Regions from separate parts of the Lactuca sativa genome. Here regions 1 and 3 are each linked to region 2. The links are chromatin contacts, called in public Hi-C maps. All regions are on one chromosome and are shown on one strand. Each heading gives the region's core, a stretch centred on a gene start, on an enhancer-like site or on the middle of the called end of the contact. The rest is flanking DNA. Distances are from core to core; before and after follow the strand shown.

The links. A called contact is a pair of places that touch in the nucleus more often than the background predicts.
Region 1: a Hi-C map of leaf shows a contact between it and region 2, with 7 times the contacts expected there. The contact joins the promoter of LOC111880692 here to the promoter of LOC111880631 in region 2. A contact is called at or near these places in 3 of 4 Hi-C or Micro-C datasets (leaf and seed).
Region 3: a contact with region 2 is called in a Hi-C map of leaf, with 5 times the contacts expected there. The contact joins the promoter of LOC111880813 here to the promoter of LOC111880631 in region 2. A contact is called at or near these places in 2 of 4 Hi-C or Micro-C datasets (both in leaf).

What each region holds. Positions count from the first base shown.
Region 1 is chr7:38,548,830-38,552,814 of Lsat_Salinas_v11, forward strand. It overlaps LOC111880692, which reads right to left and starts at 2,514. Exons shown (of 2, transcript XM_023877112.3): 1 at 2,328-2,514; 2 at 1,544-2,049. The coding sequence starts at 2,024. The coding sequence ends at 1,680. LOC111880691 (protease Do-like 5, chloroplastic) reads left to right here. Exons shown (of 8, transcript XM_023877109.2): 2 at 179-325; 3 at 461-523; 4 at 625-714; 5 at 795-917; 6 at 1,011-1,098; 7 at 1,183-1,257; 8 at 1,355-1,498. The coding sequence ends at 1,461.
Region 2 is chr7:38,755,175-38,759,203 of Lsat_Salinas_v11, forward strand. LOC111880631 (F-box protein At5g46170) reads left to right here and starts at 2,240. Exons shown (of 3, transcript XM_042896236.2): 1 at 2,240-2,490; 2 at 2,595-3,812. The coding sequence starts at 2,597. The coding sequence ends at 3,811.
Region 3 is chr7:38,897,895-38,901,727 of Lsat_Salinas_v11, forward strand. LOC111880813 (transcription factor TCP2) reads right to left here and starts at 1,311. Exons shown (of 2, transcript XM_023877230.3): 1 at 1-1,311. The coding sequence starts at 868.

The DNA.
Region 1 (3,985 bases), core at 1,264-3,763, 210 kb before region 2:
GTAATTTCTATGCCACATCTCAAAATCAAAATTATCGCAGGAGCTTAATTACTTTTCTCTAAACAATCTGAGGGGGTAATCACTAATGCTTTCCAAAGATCAAATTAATCCGATAATTTGCCTTTGATACGAGTTACATTACAATTACATACATGATACATTCATACCATGATTGTAGGAAACATCACCATCTGTGGTTTTCATCAAAGACCTTGAAATCATCAATAATCCAAATAACACCGATGAAGTAGTAATGGTGGATGATGAGAAAGCAAAAGTTGAAGGGACGGGTTCAGGCTTCATTTGGGATACATTTGGTCACATTGTAGGATATTTGTTTCTATTTTCTACTGTTATACATCATTTCAAATTTTCAATCATATTTTTACAAAATAATAATAATAATAATCAAAGAAAACACATTGCTATTTCTTTCATGTAACATTTAAATATATGTCAGGTGACAAATTATCATGTTGTTGAAAAGTTAGCTACAGATCAAAATGGTAGACAACGTTGTAAGGTTCTCATACTATTCCCAACCATTAATAAATAAATCACACTTTCTTTCAATTCTTTCAATTCTTTATTTTATTTCACTTTCCACATGTTTCATTAATACAGATATTCTTAGTTGACAAAAATGGCAACAACTTATCTAGAGATGGAAAGATTGTTGGTGTTGATCCATCTTGTGATTTAGCTGTTCTAAAGGTGTCCACAATTTTATTTTCTGTTACTTTTTTTTTTACTCATTTGATCATATATATATTTTTTCATATTTATATTTTTAGGTTGATATTGAAGGGATTGAAGTAAAACCAGTTGATATTGGAAGTGCTCAAAAACTAAATGTGGGACAAAGTTGTTATGCTATTGGGAATCCTTATGGATATGAGAATACATTAACCACTGGAGTAAAACGTTTTCTTATATTTTAATATATATTGTAATTTAATATTATATATTCTTAAAAAATCGATTTAATTTTATAAAACTGTGTATATCAGGTAGTGAGTGGGTTGGGAAGAGAGATACCTTCACCAAATGGAGGTGCCATTAGAGGTGCAATTCAAACAGATGCAGCTATTAATTCAGGTAATAAATTCAAATTTAGATCAATAATTTTAATACAAAATTGCAAATATTATGTGAAACTTTTTGTTTAATTTTATTATGCAGGAAATTCAGGTGGGCCATTGCTTGATTCTCATGGCCATGTTATCGGTGTCAATACTTCAACTTTTACTAGAAAAGGTATAAAGTTATATCATACAAGTTAAAAAAAGTTTGTAATTTTATTTATTTCATTTTAAATAATTGTTTTTATTATTATTTTTATAAATTGTTGTAGGGTCAGGAATGTCATCTGGTGTCAACTTTGCAATACCAATCGATACTGTGGTCAAGATTGTACCTTACTTGATTGTTTATGGAACTGCCTATAGAGACAGATTTTGATAAATTGTATTTATAATAGCAATGTATTTTGATTCCATTCTATTTCTTTAAATTTATAATTCGATTGTTATAACACCAAAAATATTGAAATACGTCATCATATATTAAAATCAACTACAGAAACTGAATTACAATTCATTTAATACCATGAACCAAACATGTGAGAGATTTGAATTGATTCATTGAAAATAGCATTCTACAAAGTATGAATGAAGAATTTACTTTTGAGCTTGAAGGGAGAGGAGTGAGAGGTGTTCATCAATGGAGCAATCAACATGACATGAGATTCTGCAAGATGAAGGGATTAATATCAACCCTAGGCCTCTCTGTTCCATGGGGGAAGGAGATGATCTTCTGGTGCTTCGATATTCCACAGCATCTTGAAGAATTATGTTTCCTTGTTTATCCATACAGTAAAATGCTCCCATGAAGAATCTCCCATCGCTTACCCCTACCAACATTCGCCTAAACAACAGTTTCTTCACTTGTGAAATGTCCGATTTGCCCTCAAAACATGCTTCTCCTTCTCGTTCTCCTTCTACTGATTCATTTGTATTCTCCATTCTGAAAAGTGACTGAAACCTCTCACTGAATGAATTCAATCAAGCAATGAACAAGAAAAGAAACCATACAACAAAAATCCATTTTTATTCACTAAGGCATATCGTCGAACACCTATCGTGCTTCTGCAAATTCCATGTAAGAGGATGCGATAGATTATGGCATCACTTTCGGGAAGTGAAAATAATTATTCTATTAGAGATTCGTATGCAAATCGAAAGGAAGTATTCTTTCGGAAAACTAGTAATAGCACGAAGAAATAGATTACGAAGACATGAGGATGTGAATAGAGAAGAGCGTATCACCTTAAGCCAAATTAATTGAATCAGGGTAGAAGAACGAAAATGCTTTTCTTCAATTCCACCGATACTCTGACGAACTTTGCCGATTTCACATTTAATTCGCTTAATCGAAACACTGAAATTGCTTATGTAAGCAGCCAATAGGCAATTTGGGGAAGTCGATCAGGATCGTCTTCTAGGTTTCAAACTTACAAAAATGATCCTTCCTATTCGTCAAACTTCATTTCAGCTCCCCTAACAACATTACAACTAAGATATTGTTTGTTTTTTTAAGCAAAAATCTATAAAATCTGAGGCACCTTTGCAATCTTCTGCAGTAGAATAGGTTGACAAAACGGTTGCAGACTGTAATAAGAAGTGTATTTGTTTTTTTTTTAACATCTACATGCTGCAGATATTAAAAAATTAAAATAAATTGATTTTATAATCCGAAAATAGTTTTATAATATCGAAAATTTAATAATGTATGACATTTCGGCAAGAATTTATGATATTTCAGCAAAAAATAATAATATTTTAACAAAAAATAAAGATATTTTTACATAAAATAATGATATTTCATCAACAAATTATTATTATTCAATATAAAAAAAATATTCAACAAAAATAAACAAAAAAAAATATATGAAATAAGATTTCAGCAATATATAATCAATATTTTAGCAAGAAAAAAAGAAGAAGAAGAGGTTGAAAAGGGTAGGAAGAGGCAAAACAAGTGTTGCGCCAAGAAGAACACGCACAAATGTTTTTTACTCCAAAAACTTCTGAAAAACAAACAGCTGCTAGATGAAAAGTGATGCGCGTGTGCTGCGTCATGCAACAATAAGATGTCAGAAGAGGTTTTTTTTTTCAAAAAACAAATAGTACCTAAGACAAAACTATGAAAATGGTTTTTTGAGTTTTGGCCAAAACCTTCATTTTTTTTTATTGGTGGTCCTTTTTGACTATGTTTTTATATGGAATTGGTCTCTGTTAAACTTAAAAAGACTAATATGTCATTTTAATTTTTTTTTTCTATTTTCTTAAAAAAATCTCTTATTTAAATATTAATTGTAAAATAAATAAAAAAGAGGACATCTCTCTCTCTCTCTCTCTCTCTCTCTCTCTCTCTCTCTCTCTCTCTCTCTCTCTCTCTCTCTCTCTCGTAACGACGCCATCCCCCAAATGTTTATTATCTTCTTCCTCGTATTGAAATGTAAAAAGTATAATTCACCATTAAAATGCAAAAAAATACCCAACCGTATATATCTATTTCTTCAAATTTATCTTTTTATCCTCTTTCAATCCAAGTTACAATGATTTCTCATTTCTAGAACATAGTGAGTCATATTTCTAGATTACATAAACCTCAATACCCCCGAATCAAAATAAAAACAACTCAAAAAAGTATCCCCCGAATAAAAAGTTAAAGTAATCTATCCAAAAAGTTGTCGATTAAAGAATCATTACAACTTACAAGTATGCTTAACCATAATCATCTCAATTATTACAAACGAAAGTTGCTTTAACCATTCAAATGTCCGATGACATGACGCCACTCGTTTTCATTCTACGATGATCTTTCTTTCTTCCAACACTTCTGACACTTTCAAATTTTGTAACTGGATAATCTTTTCTTATTTTTTTCATAATCTTCTTCAGTACTGTACTTTAGATTGAAT
Region 2 (4,029 bases), core at 990-3,489:
TCCTTGTTTTTTTTTTTTTTTAAATAAAATATTTCATTTATATTTTAATTTTAAAAACTATCACGATCACCATAAACATCAACAACATAACAAATAGAGGAATTATGAGCCAAAAACAAAAAAGTTGGTCCAAACAGGAGAGTTTTTTTGAGAAAATTTTGAGGTTTTTCCCAGAAAAAATTGTGTAAAATCGGAAGATTACCGCAAAACATTCTAAAAATAGCCAAATTGAAAATATCGAAAAATATAATAATTTTTTAGAATAAAAAAGCTAAAGTTTAATCTGAAAATAACTCAACATATAGGAACTCTTATGTAATTAACCCTAAATACAAATAATATATATATATATATATATATATATATATATATATATATATATATATATATATATATATATATATATATATATATATATATATATATAAGGAGAACAACATGAACACAACACCGAGATATGGATTCATCAATTGTCTTCATCTTCATCGACCTAACACAACCACATTACTAGGATCCCTCTCTTACAAACATACACGACAACCTTATCGATGCAAAAATCAGAATTGTATACTGATAAAGTCATTCTCATGTTACAAACCTAAACCTAATTTTCGATTGGAGTTTTTCAATTTACTTCGGCAGGGTTAGGGGTACTGAAAATAAGTGAGATGGAGTTGCTATCAGAGTTACGAGAGATATAGAAAACATGGATGAAAAGAAAGGGTAAGGATGTTGGATGACGGTTGATGTGTTTTACGATGTGATAGAGAGTGTATAAAGGAAAGTGTGGTGATTGGGGAAGAGGAAAAAGAAGAAAAAGCAGTTGAATGCGTCAGAGTGGCATGAGGAGGTGAAGAAGGCGTTTCTGGAGTGGAAATAGATGGATGTGGAGCTCTGATGGTGTTTTTAGGAGAGAGAGAGATGATGATGATGATCTTCCTTTTATAATGTCATGATAAAGAACCTTTAAGAAAATGAAAAATAATAAATAAATAAATAGAAGAGGGCAAACTATTTGTCCTATAAGTATTTAATTTATTTTTTTCATCCATGTAAGGGTGCATGAAGTAGTGGCGGGTTGATGATTATGAGTTGGTGGTACTGGCGGTACTGCTGGTAAGACGAATCCTTGGCGCATATAGGACTAGACGAAGGGTTGCATAATGAACCCGTGATGCTTCCCAACGACCAAAATTTTAAACGATTTTGTTTGTTCTATTATTTTTAATTAATAAAATTTCCTATTATAAAAACTTTCTTCTACCATTTTAAAACCACATTTTCCCTTCTTTCAATTTCATTCCATTTTACTTTACTTTCTATACATTTCAATTCAAAATTTGAAAATAGTTGTCATTCATTTTTTAGTTGTATTCAGAAAATGGTATGACATTGAAGAAATGATGTTGGTCAGATCATACACTAATATTTTTGAAAAAAAAAAAACAGGTTACTCAATATAAATCTTCATATTTTTTATGAGTAGTTACATATCATTTTAAGTAGTATTAGGTTAAGATCGTTCAACACATCAAATTGCTTACAAATAAAAAATATATAGCAAGAAAACGAAAGAGTTTAATATTGTTTTTCACCCATCAGATGAATGTCAGGGAGTCCGGAGTTTCTATCGAAGAAGTTTTAAATGTATATATATATATATATATATATATATATATATATATATATATATATATATATATATATATATATATATCACGAACACCATAACATAAATGATTTTCGTTACAAGAAGGCGTAAATATTTTAAAAAAATAACTTTTCATTTTTTAGATTCTAAGTATTTTTTTAGTTTGTATTGTTTTTTAGGTATTTCGGTTTTTGTTTTAGGATTTGTTTAATGTTATTGTAATGTAGTTTTTTAATTAAAATTTATTTTTCAAGAATACAAAATTTTTAAAAATGTTATGTTTTATTTTATTTTAGTTAAATTAAAAATAATGCTATAACAAATGTGTTAGAATGGTTCGGAAAAAAAGATTATTTTCTTGTGTTTGAATGGTAAAAAATAAAATAGATAAATAAAAGTAAAAATGGTATAACAATTAAACAATAGGTTGAGTATTGGGTGGGTTGAAAATGATGCATTTACTCTCCATATCGATAACAATTATGAGTGATATTTGTTTTACCAACTCGATAGACTATTTATGTAATTTGTCCCTCTAAAATTAATATGGTAGAATGGATATATCATCAAAACCATGAATATGTATTAAGTATAACGAACAGAAAGAAAACACGAAAATAAATTTGTTGAAAATAGTGAACTCAAAGCACTCTATGTGTGTCTTTGACCCATTTTCCAACACACACTTCTCTATCCCTCAACGCCACCATATCCTCCCCCATTTCCCTTCCTTCTCTCCACCAAATCCACCATTCTTCGCCTTTGTTTTCTCAAATCGCCATAACCCCCTTTAGATCCCAATATTTGATTCCTTTCTGTTTCGTCTTTCAATCCAATTGGTTCGGTTTCACGTTTCTATTGCTCGATCTGTTAATAATTGTAATTGGGTTCTTCAAATCAAGATCCTTTGTTTGATTCTCCTGCTTCTTGTTGTTGTAATCAGGTATGATGTCTTCTCTCCTCCCAGATCTGACCACAAGAATCTACCCAGAACCACCATGCAGTTTCTTGTCGGTGGCCGCGGAGGATGAAGGCGTCGACCGGTTTGATCAGCTGCCGGACTCTCTTCTTCTCTTGATCTTCAATAGGATCGGCGATGTCAAGGCGTTGGGCCGTTGTTGCGCCGTTTCGAAAAGATTCCATTCCCTTGTTCCTCAGGTCGAAAACGTCGTTGTTCGAGTCGATTGCGTTATCTCCGACGATGATTCTTCTTCCGCCTCCGGCTCCTCCGACAAATCTCGTGGACCAATTTCTAGTCTTTTCCGCATCGTCTTCGGCGGCATCGTGAAGCCAATCCAAGCGCTTGGCCAGTTCTTCGGTCCAAAACGATCTTCGTACTCGTCGTTATCCTCCCCTTCTTCTTCCTCATCGTCTTCTTTGTCCGTCGGGAATGTCGACGGTGACGACGATATCGAACAAGGCGGTGGAGTTACTCATCATTCTCCAACTCAAGTCCTCAAAAACTTCAACGAGATTCGATATCTCAAAATTGAACTCCCCAGCGGTGAATTGGGTATCGAAGATGATGTTCTGTTGAGATGGAGAGCAGATTTTGGATCAACGTTAGATAATTGCGTGATGCTTGGCGCATCCTCTGTGATTCGCCCTGCAAATTCTTCCCCCAATCAATCCAATTACGACACAATGTGCGTTAATGGAAACAACAACCTCCACGAAGATAATGGCAGTATACCGGAATCCTTCTACACCAACGGTGGTCTGAAATTACGCGTCGTATGGACCATAAGCTCGTTGATTGCAGCATCTGCAAGACATTATTTGCTTCAACCGATCATTTCCGAGCATAAGACATTAGATTCACTGGTTTTAACCGATGCTGATGGACAAGGGGTGTTATGTATGAACAGGGAACAATTGGAAGAATTAAGAGTGAAGCCATTGTCAGCTTCTTCAGCTTCAAAGAGAACCCTTGTTCCAGCTTTGAATATGCGGCTCTGGTATGCGCCATTTTTGGAGTTACCAGATGGAACTGTGCTCAAAGGGGCTACATTAGTTGCGACTAGGCCAAGTGAACAATCTGTTCAAAAGGATTTTTCTGATGGATTGTGGGTTTCATCTGCATTCGAGGAGCCTTTTGGAACTGCTGCAAGAATGTTGGTCAAAAGGAGGACTTATTGCCTTGAGATGAATTCCTTTTGATGTAAGAACTCTAATCATCTTCACTTTTTTTCTTGAATTCAATCTCATGAAACTGCTTTCTTGATTGTAATTTTGTTTCTGATCTCCTGCTACCAAGAATCATTGAAATTAAGGACTTATATATATTATAAAACTTGATTGATTAACTGTTTAATGTTGCAATTATGCTTAGGTAAATTATATAGAATCTTCATTGATGTTCATCCATTTTGATCAGA
Region 3 (3,833 bases), core at 61-2,560, 140 kb after region 2:
TCCACTGCATTCTGGATTCGGGAGTCGCCGCTGGGTTCGGACTAACGGTGTTGCTGTTAATCCCGCCGGTGAGGAGATCCGTAAACGATGAGTTATGAGCAATACCGTTAACTTGAGTCACAACAGAAGCCCTAACGGGATCAGTGTCCTTTTCCTTTTCCTTCTTCGCCGCCATTTCTCGAGCTCGTTCTCGAGCTCTGACCCGATTTTCAGATCGAGATAACGAAAGTCCAGAACCTTTACTGGTCTCCGATGTGCTACTACAAGCCGACGATTTCGATAACGAAACATTGTTATTATTATTATTATTGTTATTCTGCTCGTGGTGGTTCTGGTAGTTCGGATCTTCAAATTCGGCGTCGTGTCCCGTGGATTTCTTCTCGTCGCTCAGCTGCTTCTGATGCTGGTTGTTATGGTCGTTGTGGTGGTGCTGGTTATGGCCGTCGGCACCGGTAAACGACGGATCAAGAGATGGAAGCTCAGCGATAGAACCCGACGCCGCCTTAATCAACCACTCCACCGCTTTACTCGGCTGATCATAACCTAATCGGTCCTGTAGATCGTAAAACTGGATGGCTGTCGTTACCGACAGCCGTACACGGCGGTCTCTCAACCCTTTCGATGTCAAAACCTTACTATGTCTATCCTTCCCACCCGAAGCCCTAGAAACCCTAACGATTCGAGACGCCGGCCACCCACAAAGCCTCCCGCCAACGCCACCATTCTCATCGGGAAACCGATGCTCATGGTTTCGTAAATCCAAATTCCCTCTCAGAGTTGCTATTTTATGAGGATTTGAAGAATTATCACCATTAGAACCAATCCTTTGAAACTTACTCACCTGTCGTTCAATTTCATCCACCTCCATACCCTTCTTCAATCATCCCTTGTTTCCACCAACACCACCACCAGATCCGCCGTCTCTTTTTCTCTCTCTCTTTCTGTCTTATCCCTTTTAGAGAGAGAAAGTTACGGCCTAAATCTAGAGAGAGAAAGAGAGAAAAGTAATTTTAGAGTACATGTGAGTGAGCAGGTGCGTTTGAAAGGGCTACTGTATTAGTTGGTGTCCTTTGCATTGATGACTGATAACATTACAGAAACAATACACACACTAGTGTGTGTAAAACATATAGATACAAATGTGTGTATGTATATATTTTGTGGGTTTGATGTATCATGTTCATAAGGTCTTGCAGGATGGAAATGTCAGAAGGGAAGCTCCGTTTGAAACTTATCTTTTTGCAGTGTCATTCAGAAAAGCAAAGCCTGTAAATTTCATCAGAGAAAGAAAGAGAGAGAGAACATACGCATTGAAACAGTTAAAACCAAAAAAATTAAAGATTTTTAAAGCAATAATTGTAAGCACTTGTGGGTTTTAATCTTTTTTTATTGTTGAAATACTTAATTAAAAGTTCTTGTTTTTTATATATATCTTCGTACAGGAAAACCTTGATGAAGTACTTTAAGGAAAGGGTTAAACATGTATAATCCAAATCATTTTGGGTATGCTTGTTTAAACATACCTTTCAATCTTTTTAATTTTGATTTATTTATTAAAAGCACCATATTTAGACATAGAATGTTAACACAAAAACATTTTTTCGAAATTGAAAAAATGACCATAAATATGAATATGAGCCTAATGACCCGCTAAAACGTTTTTTTAGACATAAAATATCACTAATAAACTTTTATGGATAATTTAGGGGTGTTTGACATTGCTTATTAGCTTATAACTTATAACTTACTAACTTATAAGTTAATAAATAAGTGTAGGGTAACTTATGAAAAAATAATTTATTAGAGGTTCCTCATCGGATAAATTACTTTCATCCAAACACTTTTTTAACTTATAGTAGTGTGGAACCCTAAGTTGTTTTAAAAACCTTAGCCAAACACCCCCTTTTCATAAGGTATATTTATATATGACACATTCAATCGTGTCTACCAAATGAAGATTTCTAAGGATGCCCAAGCAACCTTGTATGTTGCCAGTAGTTTTGTTTTATTCAACAATACCCAAAAATGTATTTCTATCCAAATAAATGTTTGAAGATTATATATTTAGATACTTGAATAGTATTTACAATATGGTTTATGACTTCTTTCAAGAAGTTGTTCATTCATTATAACCTTTATTCGATTGTATTTTCGTACAACAACACATGAGAATAAATCAATGAAGTTTATTGCGATTTTTATTTTGGAGGCCATGCTGAAGATGGTGGATGATGTTCATGAGAACAAGGTTGATTCTTGGACAAGATCAAATGAGAGCAGACATTAGAGAACTTGAGAGATGAAAGAGAGGTTGACGAGAAGGATAACAAGAATATGGGAGGAAAAACGTGAAGGGTCAAAATGTTGAAGGTCCAAAAAGAGAAGGATGATGAGGATATGGAAGGAAAAAATGTGAAGAGTCAAGATGCTAAAGGTCTAAAAAGAGGTGAGGACAGTCCTCCTTGAATTTTTTTGGATTTGTTGTTGTTGGGTTGTTTGTACAATATTTTGTTTTGTGTTTTAAAACATCTATTGCTATCTAATAGTCAGGGGCGGACTTAGGATTTTATAGTAGGGGTTGCACGGAAGAGTTAGGGGTTGCACGGTAGTAGAAAAAATAAAATTTTCAAAAATTTTAGAAAAATTTATCACTACGGCCGAAAAAGTTAGGGGTTGTCGGTGCCATCGTGGACCACCCCTAGGTCCGCCCTTGATAATAGTTTGAACTAGGTTTTGTATGTTCATGGAAGCATGACGGTTTTATATTGAATGTTACCAATCCTTGAAAATAATTTCTTAAAAAATTTCAAAGAAAAACTTCAAATTCTGTATTGAAAATGAATAGATTTTGTTTAAAAATTGATAAGAATATTTAGCAACAAGATTTCAAATAAGTAATAGGAAGTAAAACCATTGACGGGTACGGGGAATTTCGAACTAATAAACATTTTTTTGAAGATAACTATTATGAGTAGAGTTTTTTAGGGGTAGAATTGATACGGTACTAATTTATTTTTCTTTAAACCGTGTACCATTTCAGTTATAATTTGTATAAAAAATTTGATACTGGTACCGTACCGAGTATATATTTGATACCGATATATTTGACTACTAACAAGTGTGGTTGGTATAAGTTGGTAATGGTATATACCGACGTCTTTTAGTTTTCTACTGGAAGATTTTAAAAGAAGCAAATATATCGAGTAATTTTGACATTTAGTAAAGAAATTAGCTACACAGTTTTTTTAATATACAAAAAAATCGATTGAAGTAACGTTTTTAGTTTGTGCTTTAACGTAGTAATAACTATTGGCTATTGCAACCAAATAATTTATATAATGTTTTTAAAACTGTAAACACTAAACACAATTAACAATTGAAATATACGATTTTGTTTATATATATATATATATATATATATATATATATATATATATATATATATATATATATATATATATATAATGAATTGGTTGGTATAGAATTACCATGGTATTTAAATTTTTGTACCATTACCATATACAGATTGATCAATTGGTATCGTACTACCAAACAAACATGTTGGCTACCAAATATATTGTTTACCAACTTTTTTTGTTTGATTAGTAACATGTTGATTGTTTTTTGTGGTGCAGTTTTGACAGCCCTAGAATTTTTCACCTTATTAATTCTTATATCTTGAACTTATACTAACATCCCGGACAAGCCTAAAATCTTGGATTTAGTCAATATCTTGGACTCCCATCGTATTTCTTGTGTATTTTTTCCAAGTTTGGATAAGTTTGGATAGATGGATCCCATAAAGTTGGCAACTTTTATGGATCGAGGAATCA